Linked DNA regions of Pan troglodytes: region 1 is linked to region 2. A link is a contact called in public Hi-C data. All regions are on one chromosome and are shown on one strand. The core of a region is the stretch at or near the end of the contact, and the rest is flanking DNA. Distances in the headings are between cores, read along the strand shown.

Region 1 (3,697 bases), core at 870-3,369, 330 kb after region 2:
CTTCATCCCACAGACCCTCCACTCAGAAGGCAATCACACCGAAACTCACGTCCGCGCCTTCCCTTCAGAGCGCCTCGTCCGGGCCCGGGACCAAGCCCCGCGGCGTCCGGCCCGCGCCCTTCGCCGACCGGGGGCCCCCTGACCGTCACCACGAAAGCAGCAGAGGAGACAAAGCCTGGGACTCGGGTTCAGAGTCCCCGGCGCAGCGCAAAGCCCGCGCCTTCCCGCCAGCCCGCCGCCGCGCTCCGCCGGGCAGCCGAGGGCTCCGCACGCCGCGCCTCTGGCCCGCGCTGCCCCGGCCGCAGCCGCCGGGAACATCCTCCGCCTCCTCCCGCTCCTCCCCTCGCGCTCTGCGCCCGCCGCCGCCGGCACCGCCGACCTCCCCGCGCCGCTGGCGCCGGGTGCCCGCGTTCCCAATTGGTCCGCGCGCGGTCGCTCCGCGCCGCAGCCAATCGGCAGCCGCGGTGGGGGCGGCGCCTACGGGTCAGGCCGCCAAAGGCGAGGCGATTGTTGACAAACTCGCCTCCGAGCGCTGCTCTGGCCGTGGCCGTGGCAGCTGCCGCTTCGTCGGAGGATTTGAGGGCCGGCTGGCCCGGCTACCCTGCCCATCCCTGTGCTCCTTCCGGACACAAGCCTTAGCAGCTCCCGCCGTCCTGGACAGCCAGTCACCTGGAGACAAAGCAGGACTTGCGCCGCGCCCGGACCCGCAGGGCCATCCCCAGGCCCAGTCCTCGCCACTTGTCCTTGTTTTGGCCCGTCGGGGGCAGACCCTAACGGCCGTCACCGCCGTTATGGCACCGCTGTGGCAATTATTCTCCTCCAACAACTTCCTCTCTCTCCTGGTGCGCCGCAGACACGAGTCAAAGCCGAAGAGCCACCCCTGGCCACGGACGCGTACGTCCGCGACCATCGAGTAAATTCACACCCTCCGCCCTGGCGTCCGTCGGGCCCTCCACCAGCAGCGCCAACCCTGGGGCAACAGGTCCCAGAGGGCACGGCGCCGCCAGCCTGCACCGCGAACCGGGTCGGGTGTGCTCGGGCATGCGTGAGCCGCTAAGATAGCCCGGCCCAGGGACCGAGCAGGTTCTGCTGGCCGCGACTAGTCCCCTGCGCGGTCCAGGTGGTCAGGGAAGGACCTAGATTTCTCGCTGCCGGGGAATCGTGCGGATGGCACAGTCCGCAGGACTCCTGCAGAGCAAGCAGGGGCCCCAGGTACGCTTGAGAAAGCGAACGCAGCAGTGGCCCCGAAACCTTGGCCTGAATGAGTAAAAGGAAAAGCCCTGTCTCGTCAGTTAAATCACCACCGCAGTTCCGCAAATCCTCCGCAACAGGCCCGCGCGCCCCAAAAAACCAAGACGCGAAACACCCTCACACTGCGCGGCCGCTACTCTGAGGGCGCCGGAGCCGGCGGCGAGACTTTCCAGCTGGGCGCACAGCCCGATACTACGAGCAGGTCCCCAGCTCCCGGGCCGGCGCCGAAAGGCACGCGCTGCCTCTCCTCCTGCCCGGACCTACGACCCTTCACCAGGCCCGCGCGCAGCATCCCGTCCCAAGTCGCACTTCGGCCAAGAGCCTGCAGGTTCCGCGTGAACGACTTTTCTTTAAAGAGAACCTGCCCGAGAGGGAACCCGATCCACACGGATCCCCACCTCCCGCCGGCGACAAGCGGCGCCAATGCAAGCGTCTCCGCTCGCACGTGCACGGGAAGCGGGCAGTAGGTGGTGCCGTTCGGGCTCCAGCGCTAGTCTTCCTTCGGTGCCAGGCCCGCGCCCCGGGATTTGGAGGTATTTACCTTGCGTTTCTCAGTCCGAGAGCCAGAGTCAGACATTTGGGGGAACAAGGGCCAAGGGAAGGGCGCCGAGGCGGTGGCGGCGGGAACGCAGCGAACCGAATACCGCGATGATGCGATCGCAGTGTGGCAGGGTTCGCAGAGTGGCTGCAAGAATCAAGTGGTGGTAGTGGCGGCGGCGGCGGCAGCGGCGGCGGCGGCGGCGGCGGCAGCGGCGGCGGCGGCGGCAGCAGCGGCAGCGGCAGCGGCGCTGGACGCAGAGCTCCAACAAACTGCAGACCAGGCGGCTGCGCGGAGCGAAGTGAAACCTGCGCGGCCCTGCAGCCCAGCTCTGGCTGGCGGCCCCGCTCCTACGCCCAATCACTGCGGACCCCGCCCCCGCTAGGTCCCGCCCCCGCTAGGTCCCGCCCCGGCGCGCGGGCTGGCAAGCTCCGCCCCCTCGGCGCAGCGGCCGCCGGCGCGTGCAGGCTCGGACAGGTAAAGGCGGGGGTTGCCCCGCTGGGTTGCCTCCCGCGCGCGCCGCCGTCCCTGGCGTGTTTACCGGAGTAACGCTGCCTGCTGGCGGCCATGTGCGCGCCCATCCCCCACCCCGAAGTGTACCCTAGCCTCCCGCTCCCCTACCCCAACCCGGCGGCGGCCGCGGCGTGCGCGGCACAGAGGGGGCGCTCCGGTCACAGCCTCCGCTGGCCCGGCCGGCGGTGTAAAGCCTCAGGAGGCGCCCTGCGCCCTCACTGTGCCCTGAGTTTCTAAGCCGCTCTGGGGCAGGCGCGGGGACTGGGTTGGTCCTCGCGAAGGCGCGGGGCGAGGTCTTTGAGCTCTCCTCCCTCTGAGGGTCCCTGGCGCCGGGCGGGACGCGGATCAGCAGGCTGCGCATCTTCCTCGCCCGGGCCTCTCGCGGGACTCAGGCACCCTCCTCCTGCCACCCCGCAGGGGCTCTCCAGCTTTTCTTCCGCTCCCAGTCTCCCTAAGAGACAGAGGCCGTGGGGGCAGGACGCGCCCAGAAAACGGCCAGGCACGGTCCCAGTGGGCGTCTTCGCCGCCTCCCGGGTGAGGGCGGGAGGCATGTGCAGAGCAGGTAAAATAGGGAAATGAAAAAAGCACTCAGAAAAAAAAATCCTTTTAGGAAAAAAAAAACCGAGGTGAATGGCGGCCTCCAAGTGAGAGAGAACGTTGCGCACTGCATTTGGCTAGGACCCCCAAGATTTGCTGGGCTCGCAGATAACCTCGTAGGAGCTCCCTCGACTGGCTGAGGCCAGTGAAGGCAGAACAGCTGAGTTCGGGCCGCGGTGCGGGAGCGCAGAATACCCCGTCCCTCCTCCCCTCCCCACCCATCCCTTTCCTCCCTGGAGGCCGCAGCACCTCACTCTACCTCCCAGGAGACCAAACTCCATGCCGCCTCTCCAGTCCTCTGAGTCTGCACCCGGGTCTGCTCTCCCAACGCGTGGCTGGCGCCCCCAACCCCGGCCCTCCTGTCTGCTCCTCGCGCGCCTCAGTCCCCCAGCCCCGGCTTCTAGACAACTGCAGCGGGGGTGTGGGAGGTGGATCGGGAAATGGAACATCCCGCAGGTGAGGTCAGGCTAGATGGATTAAGGAAACTCTGTAAAGGGACCACCCTACCCACCACCGCAGCCGGCAGGGAGAAAGAAGGGGCCTTGCCGTAGAGGAGCAAGTGAGGAGGCGTTGTCCCGCCGTCCGGCCACCTGGAGCAGTTTTTAAATTCATAAGCGCTTCTGTAACGTCAGTGGGACACAGCGCAGCCCCATGCCAAAGTCTCAGCGCATTTTCGGGTGAATTTTGAGCGAGGTGAAGGAGGCCTTGGGTTCCCGGAGTCGCTGGAGGACGCGCGTCGGGCCCCGCCCAGTTATTTCGCTGCAAGAGGGAAAAGGCACGAGCGTGGACACGGCTAAG
Region 2 (4,003 bases), core at 2-2,501:
GTTTTGTATTTACAGATAAATTTTAAAAATAAAACTTGCCATTTCTGTTAACATGGAAAACTCCCCACCCCACTCCCATTCTTGTTGACTCTTTTTTATTTTTAAACAACAAATACATAATCAACTTCAGTCATCTCATTTTCAGGGGAATTACTCATTGTATTTTCTACTTACAGTCACCGGGGCTGATGTTGGGATCTGTGATCAGTTTCCTGTTGTTACGCATAGCTTTTCTCAGTGGTGAGAGAGACATCATGTACAGAGTACACACGGAGGGTTGAGATAGCAGCCTGGTTTATCTTACTTCTGATATGACTTTTAAAATATTGATTTTAAAAGTGTGTCTTTGAGTGTACCAAAATAGTATGTCCCTGATGCTTCTCACTGGATGCAATCCCTGCTCAAATGCTTTCTATGCAATTAGATTTTGGGGCTCAGCTTCCATTTTTTAAATCTGTGAAAGCATTGCTCATGCCAACGGCCCTGGAGAGGGCCACTCTGTTTTAGTGCCATTTACATGTATCAGGACAGGACAGAAAAGGGACAGCATATTACAAACAAAATAAAACTGTAATCTTGTTCAATCCTTGTCATGCTGAGGATGTTTGTAAACATAAAAAAAATTGTATGGATTCCACTTACATGAGATAACTGGAGGGGTTAGATTCATAGAGAAAGAAATTAGAGTAGTGGTTACTAGTGGCTGGAGGCAAGGGGGAATGAAGAGTTATTGTTTAATGGGAACAGAGTTTCTGTTTGGGAAGATGAAAAAGCTCTGGAGATGGATGGTGGTGATAGCTACACCACAGTGAGTGTACTTAATACCACTGAAGAGTACACTTAAAAAATGGTTAAAATAGTAAATTTTATGCTATGCCTATTTTAGCACAATAAAAGAATACACATTCATGGAAACAGGGCTTTTAAATCATTATGCGTAATAAAGTGAGAAGCTAGTTGTGATTTGCAAAGAATTATAGAAATTATAGGGAGAAACACAATCTCAAGAGCCACCCTGGAGTCCAGAGCTCTCGTTTTACAGATTCAGGAGTGGAGGCTCAAAGAATATGTGCTTTCTTAATGACTGGAACCCAGACGGCAGGACCCCCACACAGGGCTCCTTGCTGACCCTTTGCTGCCTTCCCCCCTCCCTTAGAGGGGCCATTCTTTATTCTGAGTAAACGTGCCACTGATTAGATGGACTTCATGATAAAGACCTGCAGTAAGGACGTTTTAATCCTTTAATCTAGACGGTTCACGAGTTCCACTGGTGTGTCTCTGGGGGCAGGCTCCCAGATCACAGACTGGTTCCACCGTGCCCCGTGACCTCAGCGTGCCATTAGATGGGAGGCCTTTATTTCAGGGGAAAAATCATGTTTGAAACTAAGTGGGTCCCCGGCAGTTTGCAGCAACACTGGCTGCTCAAAAGGACAGCACGAGGCTTTTCACAGCATGTAGATACCGTGGCTTTATGAGAGCTTTGAGCTTGGGAGGTTCTACTTGTGCTTTTGCAACCTTAGTTCAGATTTCATTTGCATCTACTATTTGTAAGTGCACCATTTTTCTAAGGGAAGTATGTATGTGAGAATTATCTACATGATTTTTGTAGGTGGCTCACAAAACAAATGTCAGCAGCCATTCTATGGCCTTGGAGTATCATTTCCCACACCTTTTCTGTGGGCTGTCTTTATTTTTGACTCTAATACGTATCCCTTATCATACAAAAAGTTCTTGAGCATATTTGATGTATTTTAAAACTTCCACCCCGGTGGAATTAACACTAATTATATTTAATTCCACACAAACTTCTGTCCCAGTTGTAGACCATTTACCTACTTCCTGACAGCAAACACTACACCGCTGTGAAATTTTATTTTAACACATTTGTGCCCATTTTCAGCATTAATAATCGTGTGTGGAAGTGGCAGCAAAATGAAGATATCGCCTGAGCATGGAACCACAAATGCCTGAACGTGTGATGGCATCTCAGTGAAACAAAAGCATGACATACTTTTTCTTTCCAAATGAGGCAGTGCCACAACTAAAAAAGCCAGTTCGCCTTTCACTTTCTAAAATCATCTTGCTGGAGAAAACGGTTATCAAATCCCATCCACTGCCCACGTAAAATAAATACCATTCAGAAAAGCGTGGCATGGATGGCCATATTTCTGATGGGTTTATAACTGTAGATTGCATGCGATCCCAACGTGAAGCCTGAAATACGACATTCAACGTCAGGCTTATTCCAGGCTATTGCTGTGGCTACTTTTGTAATTCAACCAGTGGGGCATTTTAGGCTAACGTATATTTCCTCTAAGCTGATAAGCATTTTCCTGATCCCAGGTCCCTTCTAAAATTGAACACACACGTTCAGCTGGGGACACCTAGATGGAAGGAAGGGAAAGAGGAGAACCCGAAGTGAAGGAGAAGTCACCAAGAACAGTTTCGTGGAAAAAAAAAAAGCTCTCAAGAATTAAGAATGTTGAGTTGCTTGAGTGGAGCTTGAGCAGGAAAAAGACCATAACTCTCACACATGTGAAGGTTACTGATACCCAGGAGGTAAAAGAAGTATCTAACATGCTCTAAAGAAGGGTAACCAGAGTAATGGGGCGAAACCAAGAGAGGACGTCCTGGAATGTAATATTAGAAATAAACTTCCAGACAGGGAAGTGTCCATCCCAGTGTGAAATGGGTGTATCGGAAACAAGCTGCATGCCAGTTTCATCGACATTGCAAAGAAGGTTAGAATAAAAAGCTAATGAACAGAAAGAAGAAAGAGGCAAACAGGGTGTGTGTTGAGAGTGGTGGAATATGAAGGATGGTGCATTTGTCCAGGCTGGGGCTGCTGGCCTGAGGAATGGTGGTGGAGTTTTTTTACAGAGCATCTTCTGAGCACCAGGAGAGTCCCGGAAGCTGAGTTTGACACTAGCAAGACCTGCCCTGAACTGGGGACTGCTGGATGCCCGGAAGCTCCCCTACACTTATGTTCCTGAAGTTGGGCTTTTTATCACCTTAGGGCTATGGCTTCCCAAACTTGGCAGTCAGTGTCCCGGCAAAAGCCTCTCTATTACTGCGAGGTAGTGTTTATGGAGTCACAGCTAAGAAATACAGAGAAAATCATAATAGGTGAATCTTTTTTTAAAAAAAAAACATTTTTTGACTTTGCAAATAAATTGCAGAATTATCACCATTGTTGAAATATTTTCCATTAAAACTAGAGTTTATTACAAGTGCCTGGAAGGATGCCCCCTGCTGCCTCCCTGAGTCATCGCTTTGGATTTGTTCTTCAGAGGCAGAGATTTATTTCCATAGCAGGGGTTTTCAGTTTTGTGCTTACAGTCCTGCAGAAAGTCATACTGGCTTCATCTTCTGACCTGCTTTTAAAACAGTCCTCCACCCTGCTAGGTACACAAAGCGATACTTTTTGGGTTTTTTCGAGACAAAGTCTCGCTCTGTCACCCGGGCTGGAGTGCAGTGGTGTGATCTCAGCTCACTGCAACTTCTGCCTCCCGGGTTCAAACAATTCTAGTGCCTCAGTCTCCCGAGTAGCTAGGACTACAGGTACGCATCACCACACCTGACTAAATTTTTTTTTTTTTTGTATTTTTGGTAGAAACAGGGTTTTGCCATGTTGGCCAGACTGGCCTCAAACTCCTGACCTCAGGTGATCTGCCTGTCTCGGCCTCCCAAAGTGCTGGGATTATAGGCGTGAACCACTGTGCTGGGCCCAAAGTGAAACTATTATAACAAGGTAAGAGCAACTTTTCCCAGAGTTAAAGGATGGTGCTCCATGGAATAGTGAAAGTCTGGGACCAAAGCACCTTTTCCCTTTAATTTCTCCAATTGCTTTTAAAATATTCTATGCAATAAGCATCTGAGTCCAAAGGGAGGCTGTGTCTTTCTCTAGGGTCTCTCTGAATGAGGTCAGTTTCTACGTTAACTTTTACCCTGCCTTTTTTGTCTCATCCCAAACCATTTCTCCTCTTGTCATCCTCTTTTTCCT

Evidence for each region. A called contact is a pair of places that touch in the nucleus more often than the background predicts.
Region 1: a Hi-C map of stem cell-derived neural progenitor cells shows a contact between it and region 2, with 4 times the contacts expected there. The contact joins the promoter of BCL2L11 here to the enhancer-like site in region 2. A contact is called at or near these places in 2 of 7 Hi-C or Micro-C datasets (induced pluripotent stem cells and stem cell-derived neural progenitor cells), 1 of 1 datasets of contacts at active chromatin or transcription factors (stem cell-derived excitatory neurons) and 1 of 1 other capture datasets (stem cell-derived neural stem cells).

Annotation. Positions count from the first base shown.
Region 1 is chr12:12,102,745-12,106,441 of NHGRI_mPanTro3-v2.0_pri, forward strand. BCL2L11 (BCL2 like 11) reads right to left here and starts at 2,120. Exons shown (of 4, transcript XM_009443098.5): 1 at 1,793-2,120.
Region 2 is chr12:11,777,095-11,781,097 of NHGRI_mPanTro3-v2.0_pri, forward strand. The region is part of intron 1 of LOC134807861 (a long non-coding RNA gene); the gene reads left to right. Among named protein-coding and RNA genes, the nearest start is that of BCL2L11, 330 kb to the right of the region's middle. Within about 2 kb of position 1,252, at least 2 of the 24 cell types and tissues checked have an H3K27ac peak or open chromatin away from gene starts, as enhancers often do. A contact at or near this core is called in stem cell-derived neural progenitor cells, where this site is marked.